Regions from separate parts of the Ctenopharyngodon idella genome. Here region 2 is linked to region 1. The links are chromatin contacts, called in public Hi-C maps. All regions are on one chromosome and are shown on one strand. The core of a region is the stretch at or near the end of the contact, and the rest is flanking DNA. Distances in the headings are between cores, read along the strand shown. Region 1 holds the start of tgoln2 (trans-golgi network protein 2). Region 2 holds the start of ube2d4 (ubiquitin-conjugating enzyme E2D 4 (putative)).

What was found. Hi-C and Micro-C count contacts between places; a contact is called where the count stands out from the background.
Region 2: a contact with region 1 is called in a Hi-C map of muscle, with 7 times the contacts expected there. The contact joins the promoter of ube2d4 here to the promoter of tgoln2 in region 1. A contact is called at or near these places in 2 of 2 Hi-C or Micro-C datasets (both in muscle).

What each region holds. Positions count from the first base shown.
Region 1 is chr8:1,292,096-1,297,314 of HZGC01, reverse strand. It overlaps tgoln2 (trans-golgi network protein 2), which reads left to right and starts at 2,163. Exons shown (of 4, transcript XM_051902306.1): 1 at 2,163-2,329; 2 at 2,866-3,752; 3 at 3,859-3,942. The coding sequence starts at 2,281.
Region 2 is chr8:1,446,455-1,451,673 of HZGC01, reverse strand. It overlaps ube2d4 (ubiquitin-conjugating enzyme E2D 4 (putative)), which reads right to left and starts at 1,978. Exons shown (of 7, transcript XM_051902315.1): 1 at 1,715-1,978. The coding sequence starts at 1,738.

The DNA of each region.
Region 1 (5,219 bases), core at 914-3,413:
GCTGGCGACGTGAGCCAACCCCGCAGTCTGCTTTCGTCGCCACTAGTTCGTCGGCATCGGCTTGGTGTGTTCCGGCCTTAACACTGCACGAACACACCAACGATCTGACAACACAGGGCAAAATGCACAGACATTAAATAGCGGAGCTGATGAGCCCCAGCTGACGCTGATCAGCTCATCAGCAGCAACAAGTGAACCAGTGAACCCGCGAACTGTGACAAGTACAATCAAGTACACTATTACTATGTCATTAGTAGCACTTTTTTCCCCATAATAAAATATATAAAATATAGCATTTTAAGTACTAAAAGTCTACTTACTGTTAAATTGTAAATTTTTGTACACATTTAGTCTGCAAGTTTTATTTTTCATTAAAATCCATTAAAATAGAACTTAGTGACAGTATATATAAAAATCCACTAACACACATTCACAGCACACTTTTAAGTAATGCACTTAAAACACTTATGTATATTTTGTTTACTTTATCTGATTACACTTAAAATCAATTTAAGAGTTAGTGCTAATTAGTGCATTTATATTAAGTGTACTTAAGTACCACAGTTGGGAAAATGTACTTATACATTAGTACTATATTTTTAATAAAATTAATTTACTTTAATCTTAGGATTACTATATAAAAGTCTACTAAGATTGAACAAATTTTTAAAGCATTGAAAGCTCACTTTTAAGAAATACACTAATAAAACTCCTCTGTATATTTTTGCGGTAGTATACTTTATTTCAACGCGCTAAAAATCAATTTAAGTGTTACTTTAAGTGCACTGAAATACTACTGAAGTAGAAATATACTTTTAATTAGTGTATAACTTTTACAATTTTATTTAGCACAAAAAATAAGAATGTACTACAAATGTACTTACTTGCTTGTATTTAAGTATTTTTTAGTGCATTCAAGTATAGTCTTAAACCTTTTAAACCCATCACCTGACAGAAATCACACTTGTCTGTTTGACACTTGTCTAAACATTTGCTGTGTCAATAGTGGGAACACAACAGAACAAACAAAACAGTCTGTGCTTTCTAGCTACTCCGTAAACTTTAAAATTGCAGTTCAGCAGACATAAAGGAATTTGATTCGGCCAGAATAATGTTTGCAACAAAACATAAATAATAATTATAATCATTACATTAATAGTCATTCAGTTTTTTCGCTATTTAAGCATATTTATTCTATCATAATAGACGTGTTCCTCAACTAATTCGACATGTTCAGAACATCACAGTCAAAACAATTAGGCTATCACAAAATGTCCATCACTCATATTATTTTCTGAATACTTTATAAAAATGTTTGAATGTAAGTCAGGGTTTTATTGTGCTTGTTACAATTTTAATATATATATATATTGTAATTTTGTTATTGTAATTATAGTATGGATGACAGAGATAATGATATAATTTAATGTAGTTAATGTAATAATATAATATAATATAATATAATATGGTTTTTTGATGGAGATTAACATGACCAACACTGCTAGAGAAAGACAGTCATAACCTTATATCAGTGTTATTTTAGTTTTTATTTTAGTTTTATTAATATTTTGAATTAGCTTTTATTTTTATATTTTTCGTTAATTTTAGTTTAATTTTTAGTAACTTTGTTATGTGCTTTTTTATTATTATTTATAAATATTGCAATTTAGGTTTATATTTCAGAGTAAATTAGAGTTTTCTAGGAAATAAAGTGTTGTTTTTTTCCACTATGGCCCATAAAATGATCTATCAAATATAAAGGCGTTTTCTATATTTATGACATTATTATTAATTAGGTACATAATTAGAAATCAAACATGTAAACATTAAATGATTTAGAAATGTAAAAACTGCACATATACAGACCTGCAGCGTTGAATTAAATCGCATTTTATAAAAGGAATTCTCTATTCATTCAGCAACTCAATGCTGAATGACAACTAGATCCGTCACTGATGTCCAGCCCACATTTTATATCTTACCATGGCGCTCTTTGTGTAAATTTAATTTTCTTTACTTAGGTGCGCATTTAGAAACCAAACATGTAAGTATGTATGACAAACATATGTAAAACAAACATTTAAGTATGAAATGTGAAAAAACTGCAGCGTTGATTAAATCGCATTTTAAAAGACATCGACAGATAGATCTGTCACCAGAATCCAGTCCGCATTTTATATCTCACGCTCTTTGTGTAAACACGGAAGTCGCTGCGCTGTACCGGAATCGCGTTGGCTGTCAGTCTCGTGTCACTGAATTATTGTATCACAGAATCAAGCCATGATGCGCTTAATAACGCTGTGTTTCGTTGTCCTCTGCTTGTCTCAGGGTAAGTTAGTGTATTCCTCTCTAGTTACACTGCTAGTCAGATTATGTTTGTGGGATTGGCAGATTGATAAAGCTCGTGACGTGTTTACTTGTCAACCATTTCGGTTGCTTTACATGTTAGCTAATCATTAGCCATCTACAGTGCGACATTTCTTTCCACTTTTGCAAATCCTGACAGCAAGATTTGAAGCAAAAGTGGTGAAGAGTGTGACTGGATCAACCACATTCCTGCTTCTGAAATTCAGTGTCTTCCTGTTTGAGGCCATTGTTTACACGTATTGCCTGTTGAAAGTCATCCGATATTTCTTAGTAAATAAGTTTAAAATGACAGACGGGTGGCAAATTAAAGGAAAAACCCACATGAAGTGTCTTAGTTATGTGTTGGGCCTTCAGTACAGCTTCAGTTAATTGGCATTATTTTACAATAGTACAAGTAGCATTCATCTAAAAGGTATTCCCTCATTCATTGTTTTGTTGATACTATAGGCTTAAACTTAAGATTTTTTTTGTGATTCTCTCTCTTGTGGTATTTTTCAGTTTGCACCAGTCCAGTGCCAGATTTAAGTAATGGCGCTCCGGGTGTGACAAAAAGTGATAACTTGCCACAAACATCAAAGGAAATCCTTAAAAATAATGGCTCTGATGATGATAATGAAGCACCTAAAACATCTTCAAGTGGACAACCAGGCGAAGCTTATTCAGTGAGTGCAGAGGATAAAAACACAAAGAAAGAAGAGAAGACCTCATCTAATCAGGTAACTGTCCCTAAAACTCCTGAAGATGATTCAGTTGAAGAGAAGCAAACCCCACCTGACCCTAATAAACCAGCGGGAGAAAACAAACCCACAGAAACGGCTAGAGCTGAAGGAAATGCTTCAAAAGAAGGTGAAAGTGTTAAAGAGGAGCACACCACACCTGAGCAAGATGAAGCAGCCAGGCAAGAAAAAACATCTGAACCTGAAGGAGATGGTGAAACTGCTGTTGAACAAGCAAACTCTAAAGCTACTAAAGGGCATAAAGACGAATCAAATGATCCTAAAATAGATGAAGGGAAGCAGAACACACCTGCCCCTGATAAAGAAACTAGTGAAGAAGGAGATGAATCAAATGGTGAAGAAAAGAAGCTGACCACAGCTGACCAAAATGCCGAAATTGGTGATGTTGACGAGGATGATGAGAACCAGTCTGAATTCGAGACCCCTACAGACAGTGAAGAGGAGCAAAATGAAGAACCAGAACTAGTTGAAAATACAGATGGCACTGATGGTATTGGCCACAAGACCGAAAACCTGGATGGTATCAGAAAAGCAAATGACAATCATCAGTTCGAGGAGAGCGCAGAGAGCAGCCACTTCTTCGCCTATCTGGTGTGTGCCGTCATTCTGGTGGCAGTGCTGTATATTGCCAGTCACAACAAGCGGAAGGTTAGTTCGCCTCCTTCCATCCTGGAGAGATGTTTTTTTAGTTTGTACTGCTGCATTTTAAAGATGTCAAATAAATGACTATTATTCCTTTCACCCTCTCCTACAGATTATTGCTTTTGTCGTCGAGGGCCGGAGATCAAGAGGCTCACGGAGACCCAAAACATCAGATTACCAAAAACTCGACCAGCATGTAAGTAGCGAAAGTAGCGACACACAGAGAGTTAACGCTTCTGTCTTTTAGTTTATTCAAAAATATGTAAGAAGAGTCATTAAAAAACTATTTCATACATGCGATGATTGGAAAACACGTTTCTACATATGTTTATCAATTAAAGGCGCAATATGTAAGATTTTCATACCTGCAAATTTGCTGTTTTGAATCAAAGTATGTCATTTATGTGAATCGTGTAGATCTGAAGAGGGTTTTTTTTTTTCGGTTGGGCGGTGGGGGGGTGTCAGGGTGAAATTGCAAGGACAATAATAACCTCACAAGAATTGAAAATGGGCTGCTTTCCCGTAGACTGGAGTGAGACCATAGACGTCATGTCTCTCGAGCTGTCGCGATCTTCCTGGCGCTCTGTGACGCGTGACAACGCCTCAGTTCAAGCAGAACGCACGTGAACCGACCATCTCTTCCGCTTTACTAGTTACAACATGAAATAAACATGAATGAACCTCTGAAGGTATATTTAAAGATACAGTACAGCTTTACGAAATCCGTATCATGTCTCATGTAATCAATCAATGAGTGTTTCAACCGCGGAAAGACGTCAATAAAACAGTAAAAATGTCACATTTACCGTCACATTTACCTCAGAAAAGCCGTTCAATGTCCAAAAACTCGTTAGTCAGCTACAAAAATGAACTTATAGAGGAGCATTTTGATATATAGGCTACTGCATATTCATTGTATTTGTACTTAACGTGCTTCAATATTGAATTTGTTTTATGACAGCCACCATTTAAATGTTTATATAGCCTAAAAAACGAGTAGAAACATAATTTTGTCATTAAAAATGTATTATAACGTTATTATAAAAACTTTTTTTATGGGTAATTTATATGTAAGCAGCTTAGAAATCAATTAATTATAACTTTTAATAATATAATGATGTACCAGCTTTGGTTCCCTGTATAGTTTACAGCATTAGTTGAGAGATATTTTTTCTTTGAGGAAATTTGTCATGTACTGTACCTGATAGGCCCCAAATTAATCAATATTGAATCGAAGGTAACATTAATCAAATCGAAAGCTCCTGAATCAAAATCAAATCCAATGTTGAAATTTGTGTCAATGCCCAGCCCTAGGTCAATACATTTTTTTTTTTTTTTTTACTTGAAGCATTTATTTTCTTGTCAAAGTGCACCAGAATGCTTCGTTTACATGTTAAAAACACAAAAACGTTCTCATGGGGGAGGATGCCCCAGACCCTATTTAGTTCGTTACCTTTTTTACCTCTTGTGAGT
Region 2 (5,219 bases), core at 729-3,228, 150 kb before region 1:
AGTCTATTTTTGATCTGTTGTTGTTGTCACTCTTTCTTCACCCCTCATTGATGTAACATGGCATTTGGAAAAAGTTAAATGTCTGATATTTATCATTAGTCTATGAGCATTAAATGTAGTATCAAAAAATGGGATAGTTCACTCAACAATGAAAATTCTGTCATTATCTACTCTCCCTCACGTCATTACAAACCAGTATTCTGTTATTCGAGAATTTTTGAAGAACTCTTTCATACAATGACAATTTATAGTGACCACGGCTGTCGAGCTCTAAAAATGACAAAAGCACACCGTAATGTAGGCTATCCTAACAACCAAACACAATGTGATAAGAGTCCAGCGACAAGCAATACGTCTGTCCATACAAGACACAACAAAATCAATAACAAATCACAGCCAATCAGAAGAGCGTGTGGGCGGAGCTCTCTCTGCAAGCGCACTGCCTTCTTGCACTCAAAACGAAATGGATAAAAACAAACAATATAAACAAAGACTAACAATTTTAACATTATTTAAAACAATCTTTGTCATTAAGTATACTTGTTAGTTCACATTGTGTTTACAGTTTGAACGTTCTTGTTTCCTTTAAGTTATTTTCAAGATCAAGGTAATTTTTTATGGCTATTAAAGTCATGCAAAAATTATATTCAAACTCAAATGTAACCTGTCCAAAATTGATAAGTAAGCCTCCTAGGAGTGCCTCCTAATCTTGAATCAGAATTACTTCCCCTCCCTCTTGCAGTGACATCTCTTCTCTGATGACGAGGGCGGGGCAACCTGTCACTCACATGAGATCCACCAATAGCAAACCACAACCATCCAATCAATTCCCCACGGACAAAATCAAGCCCCGCCCAACATTTGTTCTTGTTCGAGAAGCCGTTTCAGTCGGATATGTCACAATAGGGAAGAAAAGGTGCCGACTTTTGGTAACTTAAAAAGTTTTTTAAAATTTTTCCTAAAAAAAAAAAAAAACAACAGCATGCGAGTTAAGAAGAACATCATCAAGGGGGCGAATAAATAATTACAGAATTACAATTCTTATAACTAGTGATTATGGAATCACTGAAAGCAATACAGTTTTTTTCTGTGATTAAAGTCGTTGGTTATGCGGGCAGGGTGTTGAATCTGTTAAAAATACCCTCCGCTGTCCTAGTGCCCTATTTGCCGAGCCATATATGGACACACTGACATTGGGGTTCAGCATTTGGCAACTTGAAAGCAGTTGTCGCCCATCACGCATGCGCACCAGTGGCGTTTCTCTCATTCACGATGACCGACAACAGAAAAGATACATTTTAACAATGTTTAGATGTCTAACCGAACTTACATGCCACAAATCATTCACAACAACACCTGTTAAAACCCCAAATCATGTGTTTTATGCGCACAATTCCCTGTGCTACAACATCGCATATCAACAATAGATGTTGTCGATCACATATTGCGCAAAACAAACACTCGCGATCAGCCATATCTAAGTAACGGCGACCGTTATAACAGAATGCGCGTGAATCTGTAATGATCAGAAAGAGAGCGTGCGTCTGTCGACTGCATGCATCCACCATTGGCCATCCGTCTTTGTCTTGACCAGATGGGGATAAAATGAGGAAAGTGCGAGTGCTTTACATTCACAATAGTATTAGAAGATGACGATGAGGACATTGACAGAGGCTGTGAGGTTATGCGATCCACACAATGAACACAAACTCACCTTTTGGATTCTTTTCAACGCCATTTGCTCGCTGTATTACAGCACACTGTTTGATCTAGTTCAGATACTGTTGGCCTGTACAGTTTGGATGAGAACGCGGTTGTTTTTCTCCTCAGGGTCACACGTTACGTATGTAATAACACAAAAGCACAGATTTGGACATTCACACCGCTGTTTAAACGGCAGTCGCCGATTTGAGGAATTCTTACCCCCTCTAACCTCACTGACAGTTTTTAGTGCTGTACTAGACAGCAGGAAGGTAATCTCGCGATACAACGCAACGTATTTTAGATAATATCGCGATACTAGAGCTTGCGCGTGGGGTTAGAGCGGTGATCTTGGGAAATGTAGTTCTGTAGTGCTAAATTTGCAAAAAAAAGAATGTGAAATAAAAAATTGTGATCGATGATGAAAATAAATCTACACCTTAATCATTCTACTTAACGTGTGTCTCGTTTAGCTACACTAGTATATCTTTTTCTTTTTATTTACTTCCACTAACATGCCTTTTATAACTTATAAATTATATTTTTAATACACGTGAATATGCTTACTGTTTATTTTTCCCTAAAACGCAAATCCCTGATAACAAATGTGTAGTAAGGTTTAAATGCCCACCCAATGTAGTGCTGTGGTTTCTCTATCCCCAAGATGGCGCTGTTTGACTATTTAAGTGGTGGAAAATCCAAAATATTTATTTTCTTTATAAAAAAGCAGAAAACCGCGGCACATCATTTCTATCACGTGACATAAAGCACAATTTAACAAAAGGGGGTCAACCCCGTAATATTAAGTTTTACCTGTAAATATGAAGATACGTTTCTCTGATGGATTTTAAATCGTAATTTTGGCCACCCCTGAAATGGGTCATACCATTAACATTACCCGAGTAGTTGAATTAAAGGGACAGTTCACCCAAAAATGAAAAATCTGTCACCATTTACTCACCCTCAAGTTGTTACAAACATTCTTCAAAATATCTTCTTTTGTGTTCAGCGGAAGAAAGAAATTCATACAGGTTTAGAACAACTTGAGGGTGAGTAAATGATGACAGAATTTAAATTTTGGGGTGAACTGTCCCTTTAAATACAATATAAAACTGTGCTCATTCAGGGATGTGCACATGGATATAAAACAAAGGGTTTGTGAATTTCAGGTTTTCATGTGTTTATTTATACAATTTTTTGAATTATAATATCTGATGGCCATAACAACGGTTTCATAAACTGTTTTGTTTCATTATTGTGTAGCCTAACTGTTTAAATTTCACTGAGTAAAGCCTATAATTTAAAAGACTTAAACAGCCGATAATAGGTAGGTTCCCCTTGTGACAACCTTGTGTTTAATGAACTGTATCTTGTTTCCTGGGCAATAACAGTGGAAATGTTCAATAGCTGTTTTGTAGCCAGGACTTTGTCTAAACAGAGAAAAACCTACTCTGAGAAATATTTACTGGAGTAAAAGTCTGGTTTCCCCCATCACATTATAAAAACACTGACAGCGAGAAATAATTTATGTGGGTAGAAAGTGTTAAAATACAGTTTTCTGCATCATATTTTGGCGAATTATTGGTAAAATTTACAGTGGGTTATATTAACATTTTGTACTATTCAATACTCAATGATCAGTTTATTGTCTGCCACGAGCACGAGTATCAAATGGCCTTGATGAATCTAGTGTAAGATATTGTATTGTGTCGTAAAAGACTGTATTTCGTCTCAGGTTTATCCAATATAACTGTGACACTAATGGCTTCTCTGTCAGCCTGAGGCAGAGTCATGATCTCTCTGAGTGAATTTTATTCCAGCTGCTTAACATTGACAGCTCCTCTCCTGTAAAGCTGCCCCCTATTGTGTGCTTAAAGTGAGCCAGGCCAGGGTTTATAGCTGCTTTAACAATGAGAAACTCTCCTAAAATTAAACAATGTGCTGTTGATCAGTGAGTAAACGGTCTCACAAACATTCTAAAGTGTTATGTTTATAATAGGTATGAGCAAAATCAGGGTTTTTTAATCTTCCCCCAGTCATAAAACATTGATTTGATCTTGAATGCTGATTGGTCAATGATATGTGCCAAATACAGATACTTAAAGGAATATTTCGGGTTCGGTACAGTCTAAAGAAGATGATTCTTTAAAGGTTCTTTACACGTAATAGGCTAATAGTTAGAATCATATCATCTTGAATAACTGCTTAATGCTAAAATGGTTATTTGTGTTAAGGCCCGTTCACACCAAGAACGATAACTATAAAGATAATCTAACAGTGAATTTAGCTGAAGAAGTAAATATAGTAAAATAAAAACAACGCTGCAACTTCAAAGGAATTAGACAATGTTGTCGAAACTAGCGTTGGATATCTGAGGTAATTTTTATGTTACACTGTTTGCTAGACTGGCATATTGATCTCATAATACTTAACTGTTTATTCGAGGGAATGACCGATTTCCATATCCATTTTCTTTAAAGTATACTTTTGTCAAACAGTGGCTTTTTCTGGCGATTAACTTCTCAGCAATGTCGTCCGCCATTTTAAATGCGCGAGCCCTTAAATTAGAACGGATTCTGATTAGCTGGCAGTAGTTTTATCGTTCAGCAGCTGAAAAAAATAGTTCTGAAAGTGATCCCAGCGATATCGTTTCTCTATTTCGTTATCGTTATAGCTGTGGTGTGGACAGTGCTATACTCGTATATTTAGAACTATATCTTTATCGTTATCTTTATAGTTGTTGGTGTGAACGGGCCTTAGAGTTTGGGGATTTATTCCCGCCCTTTTGTAGTTTAAATCTGTAACTGTCAAAATTCTTTAAAAGCCGCCGCATTATTGATTTTCTGGAGCTCAACCATCCAACTACAGACTGTTAACACACAGGTACTTGATATCCTTCTTAAAATGTCTATAAATTATTATTGTTATTTTTTTTTTATGGTTTCCTACTAAACATGTCTTTTTTTCTCAGAACATGTAAGTATGAGCAGCTCTGTCGAGTTGAGGATACTTCTCTTCTCCAGGAAGCAAGTAAGTGACAGAAATATTGAATTTATTATCCATATAGTTAAGACTTTAATTCTTGCTTAGGTTAATGCATAAACATGCCCATTACTTTTTAGCACTTTTCCCTTATAACATACTGTCCATCCACAATGGATTTACTAAAAAGTAATGGGGCCAATTTTTGGTGGATTTAAAAGCATTCTTACAGCCGTTTTAGGCTTTCATGGCATTATGTTGCAAAGTTTTCTTTACATTAAAATATTGTTTATGTCTTGTGGCTATACAGTATATTGAAACAGATTTGCCTCATTCAAGTGAAAATTAATTTTTTTGTAATCAACATTATGCCACAAGTGCTGTCGATTAAGTTTAACTTGTACTGAAGCCGGTGTATTCCTTTAATAATATTTGTATTTATCAACCTTTCTAAAAGCAATAAGGCACTCAAAGCTGTGCTATATTGTGAATATTAAAAAATAAACCTCAGCTGTTCATAACTAGGCCTATATTCA